2 separate regions of the Mus musculus genome follow, and region 1 is linked to region 2. The links are chromatin contacts, called in public HiChIP or PLAC-seq maps. All regions are on one chromosome and are shown on one strand. The core of a region is the stretch at or near the end of the contact, and the rest is flanking DNA. Distances in the headings are between cores, read along the strand shown.

The links. HiChIP or PLAC-seq counts read pairs in DNA pulled down with a chosen protein or histone mark.
Region 1: a contact with region 2 is called in an H3K27ac HiChIP or PLAC-seq map of hepatocytes, with 5 times the contacts expected there. The contact joins two enhancer-like sites. A contact is called at or near these places in 1 of 484 Hi-C or Micro-C datasets (bone marrow-derived macrophages), 10 of 115 datasets of contacts at active chromatin or transcription factors (differentiating embryonic stem cells, embryonic forebrain, embryonic hindbrain and 7 more) and 1 of 9 other capture datasets (embryonic stem cells).

Annotation. Positions count from the first base shown.
Region 1 is chr1:177,660,382-177,665,745 of GRCm38.p6, reverse strand. No RefSeq gene overlaps it. Among named protein-coding and RNA genes, the nearest start is that of 2310043L19Rik, 20 kb to the right of the region's middle. Within about 2 kb of position 1,780, at least 6 of the 459 cell types and tissues checked have an H3K27ac peak or open chromatin away from gene starts, as enhancers often do. A contact at or near this core is called in hepatocytes, where this site is marked.
Region 2 is chr1:176,980,169-176,985,417 of GRCm38.p6, reverse strand. The region is part of intron 16 of Sdccag8 (serologically defined colon cancer antigen 8); the gene reads right to left. Among named protein-coding and RNA genes, the nearest start is that of Gm15423, 42 kb to the right of the region's middle. Within about 2 kb of position 2,532, at least 27 of the 459 cell types and tissues checked have an H3K27ac peak or open chromatin away from gene starts, as enhancers often do. A contact at or near this core is called in hepatocytes, where this site is marked.

The DNA.
Region 1 (5,364 bases), core at 531-3,030, 680 kb before region 2:
TAGAGATAAGCCCATGCTCACACAGGTACACATTGGATTCCCAGCTTGGGCTTATCTTTCCTTTATTCCTTGGTCACAGTTCTTGAGATGCTTATCTATGGCTGGCAGGGAGGTTATATCCAAGGGGAGATTAAAATCCTGGTTTTGTGATTTCTGCCTCTGCCTATATGTACTTGCTTGGGCACCCTAGGAAGCAGTATCCACAGTGTCCATCCCCACCCCTGTCCACTTCAGTCTTGCCCTGGACAATTCCCTAACAACTTGAAAGCCAAAGAATCTGCCCTCTGGATCTGAGTCTCCAGATCTTTTCTAGAACCAGAACCCAAGCACCAGACTCATGAACACACTCACAGGATTGTCTGAGCTTCCATCTCAGGAGCTCTGAAGCTTTGTGAGTGATGTCAGCTTGAGTGCACCAGACTTCCTGGAGGACTGCAGAGATCTAGGCTCCAAATGCTTGTTCACATGTTTCTTCACTGACATTATTTCCAGAGAATGTTCTTGGCCTTTCTTCTTCACTGAGTTTTCCAAGTGGAACTTCTCTGTCCAGGCAATCTAACCTGCACACCACAGGCTGCATGTGGCCAGAGACAGCTTCTAATGGAGCTCAACACAGAACCATACTGCCTTAGTTAGGGTTTCACCGCTGTGAACAGACACCATGACCAAGGCAACTCTTATAAGGATAATGTTTCGTTGAGGATGGCTTACAGGTTTAGAGGTTCAGTCCATTATCATCAAGGCAGGAACATGACAGCATCCAGGCAGACATGGTGTTGGAAGTGTTGAGAGTTCTACATCTTGTTCCAAAGGCAGCCAGGAGAAGACTGGCTTGCAGGCAGTTAGGACAAGGGTCTTGAAGCCCACACCCACAGTGACACACCAACTCCAACAAGACTACACCTCCTAATATTGCCTTTCCCTGGGCCAAGCATATACAAACAATTGCATTTTTCTTTTTTTTTTAAAGATTTATTTATTATTATATGTAAGTACACTGTAGCTGTCTTCAGACACACCAGAAGAGGGAGTCAGATCTTGTTACGGATGGTTGATTTGAACTCTGGACCTTCGGAAGAGCAGTCGGGTGCTCTTACCCACTGAGCCATCTCACCAGCCCTGCATTTTTCATTTACTTAAAACATTGGGAATTTTTCCAGCAACAAATTGTATGGTTCTTGAGCAAAGACTTTTTGATAACAATGTCATGTTGAAATGTCAAGAGCTTTGACATGCCTACTGGGTATTTTACACACCTGCCTCATCTATCTGTTTAATAAGGTGAATCTATAATACCAATGCTCTCCAAAGCTATTTTTCATTCTCTGCCTAGACCTGGGCAACCTCTCATTTGACCTAGCCTGAATCCATTTAGGCATGGGGGCTCAGGTTCCTATAGGGATTGCCTGATTGCCTGTATCTGTCCTGTCTCTTCCATGGTGGTAAGTTCCAATGGTGAGCTTTGTTAAAGGGCAGGGAGCAATCTGAAACTTGTGTCTCATGGTGTCTCCTGGAAGCTGTCATTTACTGGATGACCTTGGCAAGTCCATTATCCTCTCTTCATCTGTACCTAGGGGAGACTGGTCCTCAGCTTATAGAGCAAGCAAACCAACAGCCTGGTCCAGCATTTGATGCATACATAGTCCCTTCTTCACTCTCTGTGTTCCCTAGATGTTTACTAAAAAAAAAAAAAAATCCCCAAATAGTGCATTGATATACAGATCATGGAATGGTTTCCTTCTGTTTCGAAGTGTTCTCAGCCATGGCAATGTTTGTCTTCATTGATTTTGGCAACGTAACTGTTGATGTGAAAGACGACAGGAATGTGGACTCCATCTCCCCCTGGTATTAGAGCTTTAAGCAGGACCAGAGGAATTCAGCCTATATGAATGCTGGCTTTTAACTCTGTGGAGAGTTCCATAACTTGATGGGAGAAAAGGGAGGTTCCACTGTTGTTTCAGCTTTTATTTCTCTGGTTGCCAGTGATGGGGAAAGCAGTAGGAGTATTTGCACTGAAACTCGTGAACATCACTGAACGCCTGCGTGACACCAGGCATGGTGCTCAGCACGGCAAACTTGACCAATTCCCGCGGCTTCTAAGGCTAGGAAATCTCACAGATGAAGGCAGGTCAACTGTCTGAGAATGAGGGTAGCTCTCAGGAGAATCTGGAAAGTGCTCCTGTGACTCTCTGCCCAGCCCAAGCTGTTCTTTGTCCTGGTCAGCGACCATAGCACCTCACCTCTTGCCCCCCACACCTCCTCCCCAAGCCTTACCTATGGCCAAACTCCTGAGCTCAGCATATCTAATGTACTGGAGACCTTTGGAGCGTGTCTTTCTTGTCCAGAGTCACTTTGAAGCATCTATCATTGTAGAAAAGGAGTGCTCACTCATTGCCCTTGGACAGACTCCCAGGCTGAACGATCAACCATGACAGCAAGTGTGTATGTCCTCGGAGGGGAATGACCTTTCTTCAGCAGAGCTGGCCTGGCTCCGAGCTTCTCTAAAACAGCCCGGAGAACTCACTGAGCTTGGAGAACCTTCATCACGGGCTTTTGTGGAGTGATTGACACAGGCTTGGCCATATGTGTCTGCTCTTTGTAGGGAGTCTTGTCTACCTAAAGTGACTGTATTTTATACCCCACACCACACTTTCCTGTGAGCCAGTCCTACAGAAACCAACAGCAATAAGAAGTATTAGTCAATAACTGAAAATGGTCTTTGGACACTGCAGAGCAGACATAATTTCAAGAGATAAAGCACAGCTGTCTAGCCCAGGATCTTCTCCTGGAGCCAGATCTTAGTTCTACCTTTGCCTAGCTAAGAAGCCTAAGTGTTTGTTCCTAATATAAGGGAGTAGAGATTAATGGAATAATTTGCATCTCAATAAGTTAATGCAAAGTAGGAGATACTGCCTTTCACCTACTTTATAAACATCAACATTAGATATAGATAGATAACAGATAGACAGACAGATGGTAAGTAGGCAGGTAGATAGATGATAGATTGATTACTAGAGACAGATGATAGAGGTGTATGTGATAAATACAAATGGTGATAAATATGATAGAGATGGATGATAAAGATATGGTTTTAGATTGATGATATAGAAAAAAGAAACAGATATAGTGGCTATAGATGATAGCACATTGATTGAAAAATAGATGATAGACAGATGTAGATGACAGAGATAATAGATCAATTGATATAGATGATAGAGCCAGGTGAGAGCCAAATACAAATGATAGTGGCATAAGATAGATATATAAATAGATGGGTAGATAGAGCTGAGCTCCAATTGTACCTCCATGAAGGAGTCAGGAATCTTAGGAGATGGCTCAGGCTCACAGGATGGCCTCAGGATAGCACATGCCTGATCCTGTTCTCCAGGGCCTCACTTTATGGCAAATCTGTCAATCAAAACCTACAGGTGTCTGGGGCTGGAGTGATGGTTCTAGAACAATATTGATTGTCGCTCAAGCTTTGGGGTCTGATGACTTTTGGCCTCCAAGGGGCACCCACAATCATGTGGCACACACACACACACACACACACACACACACACACACACACACACAAGTTAAAACCTAAGAATTAGGAGAAATACTAAAAATGAAGGAATAACCGACACCTAGCATCACTGTATGTGAAGGAGGGCAATCAGTACCCTGTAGAGAAGAAAAGTGCCATAACCACTCTTTTATGAGAAGCCATGTGAACTCGGATCACCAATCAGACAAAGCCATTTAATGGAATATTAACTCCCTGGTAGAAACTCTCACTGTGTTACTAACTAGCTGAGCCATCTTCAGCACACTGCACTGCTCTGAGTCTCAGTTTCTATCGCTTGGGTTAGTGATAGCTACACCTTCATCTGCACAGGGCTGTGGAGAGGACCAAGCAAGATGATACCCATGCTTAGGATGCAAGTGCACCCAGGGGAAGCACCTCAGCCGCGATGACTCTGTCTTTGGCTGTGGGCGTCAGGTGATGCAGACTCTGACCTATGTGGGGAGTGCTAGCAAAGGGCGGTTGTGACTGGTTGGAGATTATGTAGTACTTTGCTGCAGGATGCCAAGGAGCTACCAGGCTGGGCTTTTCTTGGAGTTATTTTGTTGTAAAAATGTTCAACATGAAAAGCCAGAGAAAATGTGTAATAGACGTGTGTCAATCAGTTACATGGACATATCAGTTGTTAACATTTTACAGTATTTGATTTATTGTAGAGGGTCTGTTTGTTCATATACTTCAAAGTAAGGTTCAAATGCTATGTTTCAGTCCTGAGTGTATCTTGGAAACATGGGCACATTTTCTGTCAGACCCACAATGCCCTCCATCCCACCTAACCAATCAACAACTCCATGGTCAGGTACCCGGACCTTTGGGAGTTCTTTTAGACTTTAATGATTTTATTTTATGTCTATGAGAACTTTGTCTATACATATGTGTATGTGCACCGTGCATGTGCCTTGTGCTTTCAGAGGTCAGAATAAGACATCAGATACCCCAAACTGGAGCTATGAATGGTTGTGAGCTACCATGTGGGTGCTGGGAACCAAATTCAGGTCCTCTGCAAAGACGACAAGTGCTCTGAACCACTGAACACTCTCTTTAGCCCCGTCGTGGGATATTTTGAATTGCCCCTTTCTTTCAAGATATCTTATGCTGGAGAACAGGCCACTCTTTAGACAACATGTGAGTTACCACCTGCAGGGAAGTTGTCGCAGATGATAGGACAGAGAGGAGACTGTATTGGGCCAACATCCTTGATATACATTTGCTCTCCGTACACGTTGGGAGCAGCAGAGCCTGGCCTGAGGTCCTTAGCATGGATGAGCCTCATTGCAATTTACTTCTTTCAAAAGGAGGAAAACATGTTTTTGAAGACTGCTTGACAGACAAGGAGGATATTAATAAATGACATGCAAATTTCTTAATTTCGCTCTGGCTGGCTATGTGATTGCTACTTCTGCAGTGAAGGCTGCTGATGGAACTTCTTCTGCGCTGTGAGGTGGTGTTAGGCTGTCTGACTGAACTCAGTTAATAACCAGAGGGCAGGGTCCTTCTGACTCGAAACGGCAAGATGAGGGCACATCTGATGGAAATTGGCCCGGCACGAGAAGTTGAGAGCTTGATTCCCAGGCTGTTCCTTAGGTGGCTGCACTGCAAAGCCTAGCCTGAGAGGCTGCTTGGAGTTCTTTTTATAGCTCTGTGGCTCACAGACAAGGAATAGTTTCATCGATTATTGGCCTCCTGACTTGATTTTGCCACTCTGTTGCTTATCTGCGTCTCTCTTTGGTTCTGTACAGGTGTGGGTGGGATCTGTGTCCTACCATGCAGGCTTGTGCGCTCTGGGCTTCTCAGCT
Region 2 (5,249 bases), core at 1,283-3,782:
GGTTGTTGCATCTCAGCTGGATGCAGGAGACAGTACAGTCTTGTGTTAAGAGCACAAACTTTGCAGTGCTCAGAGCTCCTGGGGTCATCTCCCCTTTTCTGAGCCTCAGCTTCCTCTGCTGTGGACGTGTGCGGACGGCGGGAACGCAGTAATGAGAGCACAGTGAAATGACCCTGAGCAGAAGCCGGTTGTGGCTTTCACTGTGGGCAAGCAGCCGTTCTTGAATTGCCCTGGCCTTTATTCCCTTGTTGAAACTAGTTTCTCTTTTCTCCTCTGTCCAGCAATGTGCCTCAGATTTAAATTAACACAAGCATATCTGAAATGTCAGCATTTTGGTTTTGTCATTTTTTTATTTTACATAACAAACACTTTAAATCTGTTAGTTATTTTAAGTTGTGTAAGGACATTTCTACTAGGTAGCAATACAATTTTCATTGTCACCACAGTACAAATTAAGAAATGTAACTGAATAAATCAAGAAAATCAAAAAGTCAGTTCATGAATGACGGGTCCCAGAGGCTAAAGTAGGATCTCTAGGTTGAGGCCAGCCTGGGCTGCACAATGAGACCCTATCAAGTAAAAAAGGCCACAAACTAAGGGGTCTTAGGCACAAAATGACAGCTGGGGTGTGATCTAAGGGAAACAACACCCTTCTCAATAGTCACAAATAATATAAAATATCTTGGTGTGACTCTAACTAAGGAAGTGAAAGATCTGTATGATAAATCTTCAAGTCCCTGAAGAAAGAAATTAAAGAAGATCTCAGAAGATGGAAAGATCTCCCATGCTCATGGATTGGCAGGATCAACATTGTAAAAATGGCTATCTTGCCAAAAGCAATCTACAGATTCACTGCATCCACACCAGTGCCTGGTGACCATTTGTGACAGAGACAGGTATCTTTGGCACTGCAGCTGCATTTTATTATCTTATTGGAAGAGAGAAGCAAACACATAGGCCAGCCTAGCAGTGTCCAAAGTCAATACTGGCCAGACGCTTTACCTTCTTGCTTTGGAAACAGCAGTAGCTATCCTATGTGAAACATACAAAGCCTGCCTGAGGCTGCAGGTATGGGCGTACAGGTATAATCTTTTTGGAATCAATTCTGAGGGACTCAGATCCAGGCATTAAGAGGAAAGCATGTACAACAGAGGAGGAAGTAGACTGGGGTGCCATGCCTTCGCAGCACCACCAGCATCATGATCAGCACATCTGTGTAAGACTCTGTCAGGAAAAGTCATCTGAAAGGCGTGCTGCCCGTCGATGAGAGGATGTGACGGACCAAGTACCAGACACAGAGTTCCCATATTGCATTTTAAATGGCCAGCACTGGGTGGTAGATCTTAGAAGAAAGGCTGGTGATTAGTACCAATGAAGGACGTGGACACCTGAGTGAATCACTTTTGGTTATGATACCTTTCATTGCTGAAGATGACAGTGAGTGTGTCAAGAGAGTAGACACGGGCTCATTCTGGTTATTTATAATATTTCTACCTAAAGTTACAAAGCAATCAATCAAGTAGTTGTTACAAAGTAAGATCTGTCCCAGAATCTGTCCCAGAAAGAGCTAAAGGCCGGTACTGTGCGTAGCACCTGTGTCTGTGGCACGGGTGACAAACACCTATGCTTCCTCAGCCGGCTCCTCTCTAAGTTCATCACTGTGTGTTTTGTGACAATCTGCTCCCAAAGAATTTTTAATTTGAATAAAACAGATTTGGTCGCTTCCCTCATCAGAGCAATGCACAGAGCCTTAAAAACTTGTAAAGACAAGACAGCCAGATGACAATGACCTCTATTAAAGACAGCATCTACATAAAGGTCTTCAGGACAAACTCCAGCTCATCCAGCCAACTCCCCCATTCAAAGTTAAATATACTCGGAATACAGAGTCAGAGGAAATCACAGTGAGCGTGGGGGGCGGGCGGGGGGGGGGGGGAAAGAAGGCTGCCTTTAGAGTAAAAAGAAAAAACAAAGTATAATCCCATTGCCAAAAAGGGAAAAGCAAATTAGCCACTTTCATGTCACTTAGTTATTATTTTTAAACTTGTATGGTGGCCCAGATGAGAGGACAACTTGTGGGAGCTGGTTCCAGGGATGGAAGGAAGTGACCTTTACTTCCAGAGTGACCTGCTCCAGCTGGGCTGGCCTCAGAAGTATCCCAAAGCATTCACACGAGGACTAAACCAGCTCTGTGAACTCAGGTTACCTGCTTGTCCCAAGCCAGACACAGAGCTACCATGAACCCCTACTGCCCATGGCAGGATTGAGACTCAACACAAGACCTGGTAACTCTCCTCAGACCTTATCTGTGACTGATGTCAACCCAGAGAGAAAGCCAAGGAGTTGGAGTTTCCACCATGTGGCACGCTCCTGGTTCATCCCGTGGATGAAGGGTAGGGAGATTGGAAAGCTAGGATGACATGAGCCAGGGAGGAATGTCTGCGCCGCAGCTCCCTCGGCCCCTTGGCACAGATCAGGGCCCCGCTAATCCTCATTCTCAAGATACATGGCTGAAGTGTAGAGACCTTTCTGACTCATGGACTTATTTCTAGTAAACGCTGGACAAATAGGGAAAGACTGGTTTATTGAGTAACATTATAAATGGACTTTGCACTTGAAATGTGGCCAAGGCAAAGCGTTCTAATAAACTAACTCACATTTATAAGCATTACAAGGGAGAATTATTATTGCAAATTAGGTTGCTAAGTGAAGAATGACCACTTAACTAATCCATTTTGTAAATGTGGATGTAATACATTGGGTTTGCTTACAGTGAGATCTATGACAGCAGCTCGGCCTCCTATCAGCTGCATTTGGAGTCAGACGTTTTGAATCAGGGTCATTCATCACATTTCAGAGCCTCTGGTCTCCCAGAGTGATGAGCAGGATCAAGAAGAGAAAAGCTAAGCTGCCAAGTGGTTACATGAACAATTCTTCAAGGCGAGGCAAACAGACCCTCACAGTTTCCCAGGAATTCTATCCCTTCATTAGACAACAGAAGGATCCTTTCTTCCAAAGCTATTGTAGGTCTCTTTAAAAAACGTGCCCTAAAATTTTCTCCTGTATTATGGAATTTTAACCCTGTGTATTAGATATAAATTTGAAATTAATGCTGATTTTGGTTATTAAAAGTATTATTTGACAGTAGACTGCCATTGTTTGAGACAGGGACTCTTTCAGCAGACTATGCTGACACTAAGGCAGTAAGTGTTTTCCAGCTCATCTCCCCAAGGAAACTAGCAAGCTGACAGTCCAGGTGACACTGAGACAGTGGGGTCTATAAGAAGTTTCCTATGGACACCCAGCTAGCAGTTAGCACATTTGTAATGTGCACTGAAATCTTGATTTGTTGAGTAACGTATGTGTTGTGAAGAGCCACATAGATCACTGTGCAAAATTCAGGGAGAGTGAAAGAATCCTGGTCTAGAGCTATCATTACCAAGCAGGGGACCCAGCAGGGTCCTAAGGAGGCAGTGCAGGTTTCTAGACAGTAGAGTTTCCTAGTAGTGTATCTCAGTTATTGAATAATTTAAATTCTCTGAGTCCCAACTTGGTTTTTTGGAGGAAAATATTCTTCTTATTACTAAATGAGATGACCTGTTGCTTTTAACTGCAGCCAAATCCACAGTGGCCATTCAAAACTAAGCTTTCTTCCTAAGCCGGATCTCTGCTGGTCACTGTGGAAAACACTTTAGATAATCAGCTTAGAGGGAGGGAAGGTTGGTTCTGGTCAAGGATTTCAGGGGTTCAGTCTGTGGTTGCTTCCCTCTGTGGCCATCAGCCTTGGTGTGGCAGTGGCAGATGGCAGGCGGTAGACAGAAAGGTCTTGTGAGAGTCTCCAGGTCTTGTGTTGAGTCTCAATCCTGCCCTCTCATCTCATGCTGCTTGGGAAGCAAAAGGTGGAGGAAGGAGCTTGAACCCCAATATCCTGGCCAAAGGCACACCCCAAATGTCCAATAAGGTTCCCAATGAGGCTCTGCCACCTCCCATTAGCACTGCAGACTCATGACCAAAAGCACAGGGTCCTTTTGAGGACACAGCCTTACCCGCAGGTATGACAGGACACCCTGTTGTGACCTGAAACAGCACTCCCCAACTTCAGAAGGACCAGGCAAGGATTAGGCCTGTCTGCCCGGCTGACTGGGCACAGACAGGAAGTTCTGAACTTAGTCCTATGGCATTAGTACTCAGGTGCTCTGCTTGGCTCCCGAGTCTCAGAGTCGCAGCCTCAAAACAAAGGCAACACTAATAACCCACCATGTACACTGTATGAGTTTCCGTTCTGTGTTTTAAAGGTCACTGAATATATAACAGCTAGATAGCTGAAGCAAAATACCATATTCATCAGTGAAATGGGGAACTCTGCAGCCTTCATCTGTTCTTATTTTAAATTTACCACAGTATGTAAATTAGAGGATTTAAAAAGCATCAGGCAAAATCTCAGCTAGGTGCGAATGAAAAGCACAATCAGAATCGAGTTTGTGCTGCTTCAAGTGTGAGCCTTTGCCAAATGGAAAGGGGCTTAGGTTTTACTACTAATCTGAGCGTGTGCAAAGCCAATAGAAAGATCCCAATTACTGTTAAATACCCAGAGCGGGGATTTGCCGCTAAACTGCCGCAGAGTATTGGTCTCAGGTTGGCTTTTGTGAACATCTTACTTTATGTCCTGAAATCATCACAGGAGAATACCACACACAAAGCTGAACTTTAAATACACAGTGCCAGTCACACCGCCCAAAGAAAACAAACCAAGTGCACTTTGGGTTAGAGACTAAAGCACCTGGTTTGAAAGCCCCCCCCCCTTTTTTTTTCCATGTAGCTGAATCTTTTTAGCCAGGAACAGCAGTTATTCTATCAACTTCACATTTCCAAACAGGATTGATAGCAGAACCAGATAGCCTGCTCTCTCGCAGGGTTTTCTTACACATCCTGAACATTCACACTATATAGAAATGTACAGAGGCGGGTTTGTGATTCACACCCTTGTGGATCTCAGTGGGCCAATATGTTACATTGAGACATCAGCCTACTATTTCAACAACACCCTGTCTGGTTTCCATGGAACAAGCTACCTTCAAAACAAAATGAGCCACATTACAGGATGCCAAGGGGAGAGCAAAACTCAAGTGCCGCCATCTCTTCTCACACAAGCTTCATTAGAGCCGAGTTCCCAGGCTGCACAGATCCTGCAGGCTTAGCAGAGGGCCTGGAGCCATCTGAGCACAGTCTATGTTTCTGAGTCTGAAGCA